Regions from separate parts of the Rattus norvegicus genome. Here regions 1 and 3 are each linked to region 2. The links are chromatin contacts, called in public Hi-C maps. All regions are on one chromosome and are shown on one strand. The core of a region is the stretch at or near the end of the contact, and the rest is flanking DNA. Distances in the headings are between cores, read along the strand shown. Region 1 holds the start of Zim1 (zinc finger, imprinted 1). Region 2 holds the start of Zfp78 (zinc finger protein 78). Region 3 holds the start of Peg3 (paternally expressed 3).

Region 1 (4,904 bases), core at 2,077-4,576, 390 kb before region 2:
CCCCTCCAGTACCTGATATTGCCCCCCTCAGCTCCCTACTTATTTCGACCAAGACAACTCTTATAAAGGACAACATTTAATTGGGGCTGGCTTATAGTTTCAGAGGTGCAGTCCATTATCATCATGGAGGGAAGTGTGGCAGCCTGCAGGCAGACATGGTGCTGGAGAAGGAGCTGAGAGATCCAAAGGCAGCCAGGAGAAGGGTCTCATTCTCCATTGGGCAGAACTTGAGCACAGGAACCTTCAAAGCCCATTACACAGTGACCCACTTCCTCCAAAAGGCTATACCCATTCCAAAAGGGCTACACCTCCTAATAATGCTACTTCCTATAGTCAAGCATATTCAAACCACCACCGTAAATGATCATATAGATAAGGGCTGGAGTTATTGAAGAGATAAGGCCACATGGCCTGGGGAAGCTTGGTTCCTAGTGCCTCGTTTTTCATTAGAGTCTGGCTGAAAGGCCTGCCCTTCCATTTCCATAGTGAAATGCCAGAGACAATTAACTTATGAACAAACAAGATGACTGCTAAAGGTCAAGTACTTCCATCACTTAGAGATGCTGGCTTGGGTGGTCGAGGACGGGAGTGTGCTTGCAGAGTAAACCGCTCTGTTTGCAAAACAGGAAGCAAAAGTGTGACAAAGAAACTAGAGTCCCGCAATTCCCTTCAAGGGCATACTGTAGTGACTTACGAACTAGGAATTCGGCCCTCCTTCTCTAGGGTTCTGTCACTTCTCAATAGAGCCACACTTTTAACACACAAGCCCCTGAGACTCTCATCCCAAACCACAGTGCGTGAATAATCCACTAGTTGGCCAAGAAAAACAAGCTTTCCAAGAATTACTGAATGTTGAATGTAAACTGACTCTAATTCAAGTGTGGGGATGTTGTAAGGTGGAGAACAATTACAATATGTTACCAGGAATGGCAAGCAAACCAGTTTCCTCCCCAGAAAAGTAAGAAAGAAGCCAAGACTGGTACTCTGCCTACCTCAGTCAGACATCTGGTGTCGCAATGGTTGGTCACATTAAAGTCACTTTTACTACAGAGAGGGCAATGTCACATCCTCAGTGGAGCAGAGACTTCTGCAAAATCCTCCTTCTCCACCCATGCCAGCCTCATACTAATAGGCATGAGCTTACCTTCACATTTCATGTAGTGGTTAACTGTAGTCATAATAAGGTACAGGGTGACTCACGGCCACCTAACTCTATGTCCAGGTGATTCCATGACATCTTCTAGCCTCACAGGCTCCTGCACACATGGGGTATACTCACAGACTCAGGCACACATACACATACACATAAACGCAAAAGAACCTTAAGCCATAGATGTCCCTAGCTGGGCATGATCGTATACACCTTTCATTTCAGCACTCAAGAGGCAGGTGCGTCTCTGGATCTGAGGCCAGCCTGGATGACATAGAAAGACCCTATCTCAAAACAACAACAAAGCTTTTCAATGGCTCGCAAATGCTTCTTGTTCACACTGCTGTACTGGGATTTGTTCAAGGTTGGTTAGGTGACACTGCTTACATTTGACCAGCCTGGCCAAACTGGCCTGCTCTTATGTCTGGTGATTGACTGGCTGTGAGCTAACCTAGGCCCTAGGTATAGCATTTCAGCTTTAGTTCCCTTTCCTGTGGCTGTGATAAATTACTCCGATCAAAGCAACTTAATGGAGAAAGAGTTTATTTTTATCTCAAAATTCAAGTATCATGGGAGCATCATGGGAACGTGGGGGTGGGGATTCAAAGCAGCAGGAGCCTGAAGCACCTGGACGTATCACCGGCATGGTGAGGATACAGAGAGTGACGAGTGCAAGCAGTTCACTCTCTCCCTTTCATACAATCCTGGATGCCCTGACCTGAGAACCGTTCCACCCACAGTTATGATGGGCTTTACTTACCACAGATAACATAATCAAAATAATCACCCTCCACCCAGATGGGTGGCCCATCTTCCAGGTGATTCTAGATATCGTCAAGTTGACAACACTCACCATCTGAATGAAGGTGAGAGATTATTTTTTATTTGTTTGGTGTGTGTGTGTGTGTGTGTGTGTGTGTGTGTGTGTGTGTGTGTCCCCTTGTGGAGCTCAGAGGACAATTTGTGGAATTCTTTTCTCTCCTTCCACAGCTGTGGGTCCTCAGATTGACCTCGTGTCTTAGGGTTTGTGAAGAGACACCATGGCTACGGAAACGCTTATAAAGGAAAACATTTAATTGGGGCTGGCTTACAGTTCAGAGGTTCAGCCCATTGTCATTATGGTAGGACACATGGCAGCGTGCAGGCAGACATGGTGCTGAGAGATAGCTGAGAGCTCCACATCAGGATCTGCAGACAGCAAGAAGAAACTATGAGCCACTAGGCCTGACTTGAGCTTCTGAAACCTCAAAGCCTGGCTGTTCCTCCAAGGCCACACCTATTCCAATGAAGCCACACCTCCTCATAGTGCCACTTCCTGTGAACCTATGGGGGCCATTTTCATTCAAACCTCCACACCAAGAGAGTCAGTGAAAACCCCGTTGACACTTGGTGTCAGTGCTACCCACTTCATTCTGTTGGCTAAGGCAAACGTCTTGGTATAAGGGAGTTTGCATTCCACCTTCAGGAGAGAAATTGCATACCCTACAACAGAGGGTGTGGATATGAAGAAGCATTAACGATATATTTGCAGGTATAATGGACACATTTTCCTCCCCCTGACATGCATCCTCCATATCCTATAACAATCCCTGTACAACAGTGGGAAGCTTAGCCCAGATTGGCGGTTGTAGAAACTGAGAAGTTTTTCTACCAGTTGATAAATACGCCCCCAAATCTATGCTGTGACCTTGATGAAAGTAGGTCCAGAAGCAAAGAAGTAAAAACAGAAGAATGCCAGTAATCCCAGCTTTTTGGGAGGCTCTGGGGAAGGGCATCCTGAGGTTGAGGTCAGCTGGTCTACATAGTTAAATCCTGTCTCAAACCAAACCACTTTTCCCCTGCGTGTCATTACGTAGTCTTAAAAATCTTTTCCTTTTCTACCATCGGCCTCTATCAATTTAGAAATTTTGCTACCGAAGGAAAATTTTCCACCAGGAGACGCAATAGCTCAATAGCACTAGAAGTGGAGCCACAGAGCGGCAGAGCATCGCAGGAGCGCTTGTAGCGCGCTCGTCTTGCTGGGGACTACATTTCCCACAGGGCCAAGCGCGCTGTGTCCGGGCTCTGGACGCTTCATAAACGGGAAGCCTCAGGCTGGACAGCACGGGAGCTTCTGGGACTTGTAGTCCTGTGGGCGGTGCCCTCGAGCTGGGGACTTGGGTTTGAAAGTCATCCCGCGGCATTCCACTCCGGGTGACCGCTGGCTGCGGTGCCTGGAGGCGAGTGCGGCTGGAGAACCGAGCGCGAGGATTAAAGGCAAGGACACGGGAGAGGACTGAGAGGACAGGGTATCGGCATGCTGGGTGGGTCCCTACCTTGTCACAGTTCTGTAGAGGACAGTAGTCTGGGTAGTGGGTGTGCGAGCGAAGAGTGTAGCACAGCTCTCAGATACTTTTGTCACGTTATGGAGATTTGTGTAACTCCGATTCGGGAGGCTTGGACCCTGCAATGTGTCTGCTTTCTTCCACAACTTTTAAGTTTTTGGGTGGCTTAGTTTGTCTCGCCTGGGTGGTTGTAGTTGGTGCTAGCTGGGTTGTTTGAACACGGTAGACTCAAATTGTTTTCTTGTGTGGGTGTGCATGAGCTTGTGTTCTACTTTGTAACCGTATCTGTTTTTGTACATATATGAGCTGCAGTTGTGAGCTTTGCCCAACTGCCCAACTGTGCGGACGATTGTATGAGGCTGTATTTGTATTTTGGGTAATGTGTCTGTAGTTGAGCCTCAGTGTCTCATTCTGTGGGTTTACTAATGTAGATGTAATGTAACGGCATTTTGAGTGTGACTTTTTTTTATTAAATTATTTATTTATTTATTTTGGGTTTGTGTGTGTGTGTGTGTGTGTGTGTGTGTGTGTGTGTGTGTGTGTAGGTCTTTGGACAACTTGCAAGAGTCCGTTCTCTCCTACTATGTGGGTCCCAGCGATGGAACTCGGGTTGTAAGGTTTGGCAGCAATCGCCTTTACCAGCTGAGCCACCTAGCTGGTCCCAGACTGTGAGTTCACTGTATGCTTGGCAGAGGGTGGTTGTGAAGATTTTAGGTTGTATTTATATCTGTGGTGTGGCAGGGAATGTGTTGGGATGGTTGAAGGAGTTGGGGCTTGACTCAATCATGGGAATTTACATGGTCTGGGTCTGTATATAGTTTGTGAGTTGCATCTCCCTGATTTGTATGCAATTGATTCTATTCCATTGGGTGTGTTTTTGTGTATTTGAGTGCTCATATGCATATAGGATCTGGTCTATGTGATCAATGATTTTGGTCACTAGCATACTGATATGCTCTCTGGATGGCTATTAGCTAGACCTGTGGGTACTCAAGGCAAGGTTGCACCAGGCAAGTCATTTCTCCCCTACCTAGTTGCCTGTGACCATTACGAAACCCTGGGTAATTTCTACCCAAGCCCAGAAGACAGCCCCACAGTCCCGTTCAGGCAAAATGTCCTGTTCTAGGACTAAGGTTGTGGAAAGGACCAGATAAAGGTGTCTTTTCCCTGACATGTAGCTGCCGGCCCCAGGGAGTGCGGCAGACTACAGAGCCTGGTGAAGGGTAAGCGGGGATCCAGATTGGGAATTGAGTTTGTGAGCCACAGAGCAACCAAGTCCCCGGATGTCTTTAGACAGCAGGAGGAGAGGAGGGAAGATAAGAAATGGAGGAAGCTAGAGTTGGCTCAGAGGAGGGCATTGTGGTGCGCTCCTCAGGACACACAGCCAGGCATTACAGAAGGATTTAGAAGCCCTGGAGACGTATTAGTCT
Region 2 (4,455 bases), core at 870-3,369:
AATGATCCCACAAAAACCTAACCTGGGGAAAGAGCAGGTTTATTGGGTAAAGAGTTACTTATAGGAGCATGGGTAACCCCCAAACTTCTGTATCACCCCAAAGTCTCACCCTGTCATAGATGACAGCTTCATGAATTCTGCATCTGAGTTGCCCTTTCAGTTAACCCCTCACGTGCTATATCCTCTAACATCTCCCAAGAGACACTGTGACTATGGCATTCCTGTAAGAGAAAGCATTCCATTGGAGTCTGCTTACAGTTCCAGAGGTTTAGTCCATGTTCATCAGGGTAAGAGCATAGTGCCACACAGACATAGTTCTGGGGAAATAACTGAGAGCTCTGCATCCAGAGCCACAGGCAGCAGGAATCCCCAAAGCCCACCCCCAGTGAATCACTTCCTCCAATAAGGCCATACCTACTCCAACAAGACCACACCTTTTAATTCTTCTCAAGTAGTACCCTGATGACTAAGCATTCAAATATATGAGCCTATGTGGGCCATTCTTATTCAAACCACATTTCACTCCCTGGCCCACATAGGCTTATATCATAATGCAAAAATGCATTCAGTTCAACTTCAAAGGCCTTCATAGTCTATCACAGTCTCCACACTAAAGTCCAAAGTCGAAGTGTCTTCTGAGATTCATGCTTAACTCTAACCACTGCAGATAACATAACTTCCAACATACAATGCCAAACATTATTATTTCCAGACATGGGGCTGGAGAAATGACTCAGTGGCTCGGAGCACTGGATGTTCCTCTAGAGGATTAGGGTTCAATTACCCGAACCCACATGGCAGCTTACAACTTCCTGCAACTCCAGTTCCAGGAGATCCATCCATGGTACCAGGCATGCATTTGGTATATATATATATATATATATATATATATATATATATATATATATATATATATGTATATATGTATATATGTATATGTATATGTATATATGTATATGTATATGTATGTATATGCATATGTATATGTGTATATGTATATGTATGTATATATATGCAAATGCCCATACAAGTAAAATAGATAAATCTTTAAAAACACATTCCAAAAGGGAGGAAAAGGAGCACAGTGAGGAAATCAATACTGGATCAAAGAAAAGACCGAAAACAAGCAGGGCAAACTCTAAATTCTGCATCTCCATGTCAGTCAGATCTCCAAATCTTTTCACCTTTGTTGACCACTGTGTACTTCTCTCTCTCAGGCTGGTTCCATGCTTAGGATGCAGCTATCCCATGACTCTACCATCTTCAACATCTTGAAGTCTCCAACACAATCCAGTCTTCAAATTCCCAGCTTCACTCAACCGTCTCTCAAGATTTCTATGCAGGGATACCCCTGTCAGAAAGCTCTTTGAATCCTTTCCTTTTGAGTTTCTATGGCTGTGTAATTCACTTATCTGAGTGTGGGTTGCACCTGCCAGTAATCACAGACAGCATTTGAAAGATAGACTTAGGAAGATCAGGGTTTCAAAGTCATCTTCTACTTACATAAAGAGTTTGAGACTGCCTGGAGTATATGACACTCTGTCTCAAAACATCAACAAAAGGGCTGGCCTCTAGTGATCAATTTACCCTTCAGCCCCTCTCCTCTCCTCTCCTCAATGGGGTTTGGGACCGATCATCTAATCCCGTTTAGTGAAGCTACCTTGAGTCTGTCAGCCACCAATCAAGAGCGGTCAACAAGATCTTTATTACTTTGGAGATTCCAAGCATTTAAGTGTTGTAATGCAGATCACCAGAAGACAGACCTACCATACGTTTCACACTCCTCTCACATTCACAGCACTTAATTCTCTGAGAGACTTGTCTCCCTCTCTCACACTGAAAACTCACAACCCAGTCCGTTTCAAACACACGCCGGCCTGGCACACCCAAGCACAGACTTAGTTCCGGACGCCTGTCGTCTGAGCCCTCGCGCCCCCCAGATTCCACGCAACCGCCCGCCTACCTCCAGACAGAAAACACAGGGACCACGAGGATCTCCCCTCCCCGCAGCGCTCGGGCTCCTACTCCCTAACAAGAGCCTCAACTCACCCGCCAGCTACCTTATCCAGACGCTGTCAACCGAGGGACGCTGGGAGGTGTCATACAAGCTAAATGTGCGCAAGCGCAGCCTGTGCCAGCGACAACAGAAAAACCTAATCTGAGAAAGGCGGGGCTTAAGGGGCGTGTACTCGGCGAAGTCTGCGGTGAGAAACTGGTCTTACGGAGAACAGTTTCTTAGTCTGAGGGTGAAGGCAAGGCTAAGCAGAGAAGAGCAAGGATCTCAGAAGTTTATTGTGAGGGGCTGTACTTATTAGGGAAGGTTCCCAGCAGAATCTGGAGTAAGGGGCGGGGCTTGGTGGAGAAAGGGCGGACTCTCAGCGGAGTCCCTGGAGAGGGCTGTGCTAAACTGAGAAGGGGCGTGAGCTTATCAGTATTAGTGAGGGGCGGGGTTATCAAGTAGGGCGGGTTCTCAGCTGTCTGAGGTGAGGGCAGGGCTTGGGAGAGGGGCAGGTTCTCAGCCGAATCCGAGGTGAGGGCGGGGCTTAGGCAGTAGGGTTGGTACTGGCAGCCCGAGGTGAGGGCGGGGCTTGGGGGAAGGGGCGGTTCTCAGCAATCCGAAGTAAGTGGTGGGGCGAGTAGGGCGGTTCTTCGCTCAGTCTGAGGTGAGGGCGCGGCTAGGAGAAGGGGCTGGTTCTCAGAATCTAGATTGAGGGTGGGACTCAGTGGAGAAGGGCGGGTCCTCAGCAGAATATGAGGTAAGAGGCGGGGTTTGAGCCCAAAGAGCAGGGTCTCAGCGTAGTGTCTGGTAATGGAGGCGCTAAGCGGAAAAGGGGAGGATTCACAGCACTCTGAGGGGAGGGGCGGAGCTTAGCCAGTAAGGCGGTCCTCCTAGCAGTCCTAGAGAGAGCACCGGTTTGAAGGAGAAGGGGCGGGTTCTCAGACGAGTCAGAGGAAAAGGACAGGGCTCGAGGAGAAGGGCACAATTTAAGGCTGTTCTACTACAACAGGTGGCAGAAGGGATGAGAGCTGGGACAGTGTGTGGCTGAGTGCGTGATTATGCAGAAGTGTTGCCTAGGGTTCCTGGCCTTGTCGCTTAGGGCGACTCTTGCTCCAGCTCTTCATTAGGCTTCCCATCTTTCATGGAGACCAGCAATGTCTCTAGGTACCAGCTGCTGCGGATCCTCACACTATTCATCCATCAATCTCCTTGATGTCACTGTTCATTACTTAACTATGCTCGATCTTTATTGTTAGATTTTGAGACTCTGATTTTTTAGAGAGAGAGAAGATTTGAGGTGGTTAGCCCAGACTAACTTCTAAAATGGGTAAACAGCCAAAGATGACTCTGAACTCTTGATCTTTCCGAATCCATCTTCCAAATTGAGATTAAAGGTGTAAGCCTCCACGACTCCAGGCTTGGAATTTTGACCTTTGCAAGCTAAGCTTTGCCACAAGAACAGCCACTATTCTGTATCTGATTGTCTCCTCCCTCTCACTCATGTTCATCACCTCCGTGACCAGCAAACCAGCATATGTTTCACCTACAAAATGGAAATGTCATTATTAGTGTTGGAAGCAGCGAATGTGACAACGTCATAGGAACCAAAATACAACAGTCAGATTTTTTTCTGCCTTTTGCCAAACTAAAAAGTATCCCTGTTTTGAAGGATCAAGAAATCAATAGTTGTATTAAAAGCTGAAACAAATAAGACAAGGTCACTTGGGTGAAGAGAGGGGGGAAAAAGAAGCAAACATAATTCCCTGGCTTCTTAAATCTTAATTTCGACAGATACAGACCTGACAAGTAGGGGAGGGGCTATAAAGAAATATAAAGTAGGAAGGGTGTATCAGATATTTCCTAATTTCTTCAGATAACATTTCAACATCTTTGAAAACTTATTCCATAAAAGATATATCCTGGTTGTCATCAATTCAATCTTGATGCTACCTGGAGTTGAAGGCTTGTCCCTACAAAACTTCCCACTGTTTGTGATGGAACTCCCAAACTTCAGTTGTTTTGCCTGTGTTTCTGACTCTAAACTGGGGTGTCTACCACCCTCGCTTCTCGAGTTCTATTAATTTGCTAGCATGAAAGATATCAAGGAAATGCAGGATTTTTCTTCTTGTTGTTTACTATAGGAGACCTTAAAGGACACAAATGAACAAATCGAAGACAAAGTCCAGAAGGACCCTAAGAATTGGAGCTTCTCACCCCACAGGGTTGAAGTGTGTCACTCTCCTAGCACATGGCTGTATTCTTCTTGGTCTTTCTGAAAGCCTTGAATTGCTAGGGGGTAGGGGGCAGGAGAAGCTGAGGCTTCATTAGATATGATTGATGAAGTCATAGGCTACTGTAAGTCAGTGTTACCTTTATGCACCTCATGGCCCCCACACACACACCCTCACCTCCCATCCTCCCCCATTCCAAAGATAGAGCTGTGAGTTACAGCTGTC
Region 3 (4,358 bases), core at 1,260-3,759, 430 kb before region 2:
AAGCACTGTACCATACGAACTACAGCCACCCCAGTCCTGTAACATGCTGCTTTAAGTGCTTTTGAGTTGCCTATTAAATACATGAAGGGTGCATCTGCTTTCGTGAGGATTGTTGAAGGCATTAGATTAGGATTGTATGGAGCGCTCTGGAGCACAGGATTGGAATTTAGGATTTACTGGTGTGTGACTAGGCATTTAAACCTTGTGACTAGGTTAGGAAATAGGTGGCTACCTGGGGAGAGGTTGTGTAAGGAAGGTGGTCACATTCTTCCATGAGATCATCCAGCTGTTTGGACGGTGAGTCAAGGAAAGGTGAGCTAAGATAGGGGAAGAGGCCACAATGTACAGGACCATGCCGTGTGACCCCAGACCAGAGACAATAGAGAGGTGGTTGTTACTGGTCCATTCCAGATGTTCAATCTCATTGCCAGATTAAGCATGAAGAGTTGGTAAAAATGTCAGGCAATTTCAGGGGAATGGAAGAGAAGCCTTCCTGACACATATATGAGCCAAAGACATGTAGTGAAGCCATTGAGTGGGTGAAAAGAGACTGTGTACAGTTTGGAGAGATAGTGAGTGTGGAATACTGAGGCAAAGGGGAGATCATGTCTCTGCGGGAACTCTTACAGCCTACAGACTTCCCAGGGAGCTGATGATCCAGGACCCAAGGATAAACTGGATTTGCAGATAGAGGGGGGTCCAGTCCTTTGAGAATGCTAAATTAACACCCCCAAAAGACTTTAGTGTAAGATATTAGGATTCCCTGGGGGCTCCAAAAATCAATCTCTGTGGGGGTCCTAAGCATGGGTATTGTTTAACAGCTCTCCCGGGGAGCAGAATGAATAGTCAGATTCAAAGACCTAAGCATAGTGTGGTTTTCACTAACACCGTGTGCTGCGTTCATTCATGCTTTATGCTTCTGTATCTCGGCGAGGTGAGAAACCCTATCTCAGGTCTGGGGAAATAAAACTCCATACCCTATCCATAAGCCCACCACTTCACTATCCAGCAAGCAAGCACGGATAACTCTTTGAGCATCAATATAAAACTGAATCCATGGTATCAGATTTGCTATGCTCTTAGATAAAAATTGCTTTTAATCCATGGACCACGGTCGTGCAATTTTTTCCCCTTTAAAATTAAAACACTGCGTTTTATGTGTCTAATAAAAATATACGACCCGGAGTTTTAGCAGCCACACAAAAATACAATTTGTGGATTTACTGGAATTCAATTCTGTTCTGCAGAGTACATTCTTAGTCATAAGAAAGGATGCTCCGTAAATACCCCCGTAATTAGTCTTTCACACACCTGCGCTTATTTCCTTAAATTTCTTGGCAGTGAAATGGTTCTATCAATAGTACATTAACAAACTTTTAATAATTCATCGATTTTACTGCCAGGGAAGAAATATCATTTATCTGCCAACGAAATTCATGGGCACAGAGAATAAAGCCAAAATCATCTTTTCGTAGTCTGTCCTCCCCTCCCCCATTCCTTTTCCTAGAGGTAACCAGTTTAAAAAAAATTTTTTTTTGCACATCGTTTCATAAGCTTTGCCCACATTTGTATATTTTTAACAAAGAAATACATGAGAAGGAAAAAAAAACAAAACACTTACCATTTCGTTTCTACAAACTTCAGCAGCGGGCTTTATTTCACTGGATCTATTACGATTCAGGTCCTTTATGGCAGCGATACCCCCGTTATTTTTCCTGGTGACAGGGATGTCTTCTATCACAGGCGGGCTTGGTAATCTACCCGCTTACTCCCCTTGCAATCTCTTGCTATTCTATGCAGTGGATTCATGCAATGGTGGGTGACCACATGCGATTCAGCGCGCTGCCATAAACCGCCTTCACCCAGTATCTCAGGTTGGCGTTTCGCTATGCAGACAGTCAGGTCATGATTCTTCCAGCCATTTGTATTGTCCTGTGACTTGCAGTCTCTTTTGCCCCTTTTTGGTTTGCTTTTGTCTTTCCCTTGCTGGTTTCCAATAGCTCTTCGTTTATTAAGGAAATTAGCTTAGTACTTGGGTGTTGCAGGCAGAAAAGTCCTTTCTTCCACCTTTATCGTTCGTGGTTAGACCTCAACGTATGTGTTTCTGCCTCGATTTTTCATGGTTTTTCCTTTTTCCCGATTTTAGACAAATATATGCTTGTCCTTTTCCCCTCTCTCTTCTCAGGTTTTGCATTGGGGCATCATTAGTAGGTATTTCTGATTCACCCCGATTTCTTTTGGGGGGGCTGCATCCCTTCACACCCACATCCCATCCCCCTTTTCCAGACTCTGCTTGGGGGCCCCTAACACGGACTCCGTTGACGTCAACTCCGTGCCTTGGCGCCAAGCTGTTGCCTTGACAACAGCAGTCTGATTGGCAGGGTGTGGGAGGCGTGGTGAGGGCCCAAAGCGGGGAATGGGGTCTCGGATTGGTCAGAGAGGAAGCTCCGCCTCTGCAGAGGACCCTGACAAGGAGGTGTCCCGCAGCCCTTGCTGCAGACGCTGGGGAGTCAAGAGTCGCGGGAGGACGAGCATCGGAGGAGAAGCGGAGAGATGTCCACCCTGGGCTGGTGGCGCCGCTGGGCGCCCGGTTCAGTGTGGGTGCACTAGACTGCCGACCCTGGTCGGGGTGTGTGCGCAGAGTGCGGTGCTCCGGGGAGGTGAGTCAGCCGGCCACCTGCCTGCCCAGCGGCATGCACCCTTTTGAATACCGTCTGCAGAGTTCAGAAGGTGTTCAGGGTGCGTTGCTGCGGGCCAGGGGCGGCAGACCATATCACGGCTCGCCAGGGTGATTGACAAGGCTGCAGACTGCGCCTTCGGGAAGGGGGAATCACCTCGGAGCGGCCGTGTTGCCGCAGAGATGCCATTTAGGTGATAGGGATCTAAGGGGTATTCTATAGGTCGAGGCCTCGGACCCTCAGGGTCCCGCGATCTTAGGGTCATAGGGTTGTAGAGGCGAACCACCCAGAATCCCGGGAGAATCCAGGCTCCCTGTCTCGCCTGCGCGGCCGATGGCCACGCAGATGATGCAGGAGTCCTGTCACAAGACCACCACAGTGGACATCAGAGTGCCGTCTCTGAGCCACCTCTTCTGTGGTTTCATTTTCTTTGCTCAGCAGAGTCTAAGGACTATGCAGTTAACCCGATCGCCAGGTCATCTAACTGGCAGGGTCTTCGCGATCTAGCGATCTACTGCTATGCGCGGCACTGTTCGGCGATGTTCTTGGGGGCGGGTCTTGTTTTGCCGCAGTGGCGGTGGGCGGGGCTGATGGCAGCTTAGGGGCGGGATCAAAGTGGAGGCGGGGGGGGGCTATGAGATACTTTTCAGCTCCACCCAGTTAGCGCCATCTTGGAGGGTGGAAACAGGTTTGCTGTGCAGGCTTATTTTGATTGGCTGCCTGTGGTAGGGGTGGGGCTAAGACCGAGTGACGTTAGCCCACTTGGGGCTGTGGCGGACTCAGCAGGCCCAGCCCACTTGGCGCCATCTTGAAATGACAGCCGATTTGCCGCGCAGGCGCGGCTTTACCTTGCATTAAAGAAAAGACTAAAAAGCCGAAATGGCTTGAGTATATGGGGTGCTATCTCCTCTCTCCTCCTTTGCTGGTTGACAGTAAAGATGCACCCCAATTGTTGCCCTATCTGACTAGCCTAGTGTCCTAGACCCCCGGCATCGGTTGGAGCTAGGCACAATACTTAATTTGCCGCACGAATACTGCCACCTCGCGGCCTTCCATCTAATGGGTGGAGCGGCAAGCTCAAACGCGCCATTTTTCTGTGGCTAGGTTTTGGTTGCAGAGCCTCAAATTAACATCAACTGACAGGACTTGTGACCCTGGGCTGTATCTGACTCCGTTTACGAGGAGCGCTATGAGGGTTATGAACAGTTAAAAAATGTTGCCCAGTCGTTCGGAGGGAGGGGCTGTCGTCCTGAGTGACTGACAGAAACAACAGGGCCTTATTCACCTTTGCTGGTTATACCCGCGCCACAGACAGCAACTGTATAAGTGCCATCATGAGTGACAGCCCAGTTGGCTGCAGGAGGTGGGCTTTAGGGAGGGGCTATTCTGAGTGACAGGGCCTCACAGCTCCTCCCATCCTGGCGCCATCTTTGCTGGCCAAGGGCGGGGCTTCTATGCTCTGCAGGTATCTTGAATGACAGCTGGACGGGCTTGCTGCAAAGAGGCAGGCTATAAGGAGGGGCTTTATAGTCCTGAGTCACCACAAAGCCCCGCCTACCCTGACGCCATCTTTGCTGGCTGCTGGTGGAAAAGGGAGTGGTGGGGCGGGGCTATGAAGAGTGACAGCTGATGTGGTGAGGCACAGTCTTGAATGACAGCCCATCTGTCTTCAGGGGGTGG

Evidence for each region. Hi-C and Micro-C count contacts between places; a contact is called where the count stands out from the background.
Region 1: a Hi-C map of hepatocytes shows a contact between it and region 2, with 2.0 times the contacts expected there. The contact joins the promoter of Zim1 here to the promoter of Zfp78 in region 2. A contact is called at or near these places in 6 of 12 Hi-C or Micro-C datasets (Schwann cells, frontal cortex, hepatocytes and 2 more).
Region 3: a contact with region 2 is called in a Hi-C map of the A7r5 cell line, with 5 times the contacts expected there. The contact joins the promoter of Peg3 here to the promoter of Zfp78 in region 2. A contact is called at or near these places in 8 of 12 Hi-C or Micro-C datasets (the A7r5 cell line, the Rat2 cell line, Schwann cells and 5 more).

Annotation. Positions count from the first base shown.
Region 1 is chr1:76,161,882-76,166,785 of GRCr8, forward strand. Zim1 (zinc finger, imprinted 1) reads left to right here and starts at 3,327. Exons shown (of 8, transcript NM_001107473.1): 1 at 3,327-3,406; 2 at 4,020-4,142.
Region 2 is chr1:76,555,866-76,560,320 of GRCr8, forward strand. Zfp78 (zinc finger protein 78) reads right to left here and starts at 2,120. Exons shown (of 5, transcript NM_001427789.1): 1 at 2,050-2,120. LOC134482884 (a long non-coding RNA gene) reads left to right here and starts at 1,804. Exons shown (of 2, transcript XR_010059559.1): 1 at 1,804-2,204.
Region 3 is chr1:76,128,485-76,132,842 of GRCr8, forward strand. Peg3 (paternally expressed 3) reads left to right here and starts at 2,510. Exons shown (of 9, transcript NM_001304816.1): 1 at 2,510-2,660.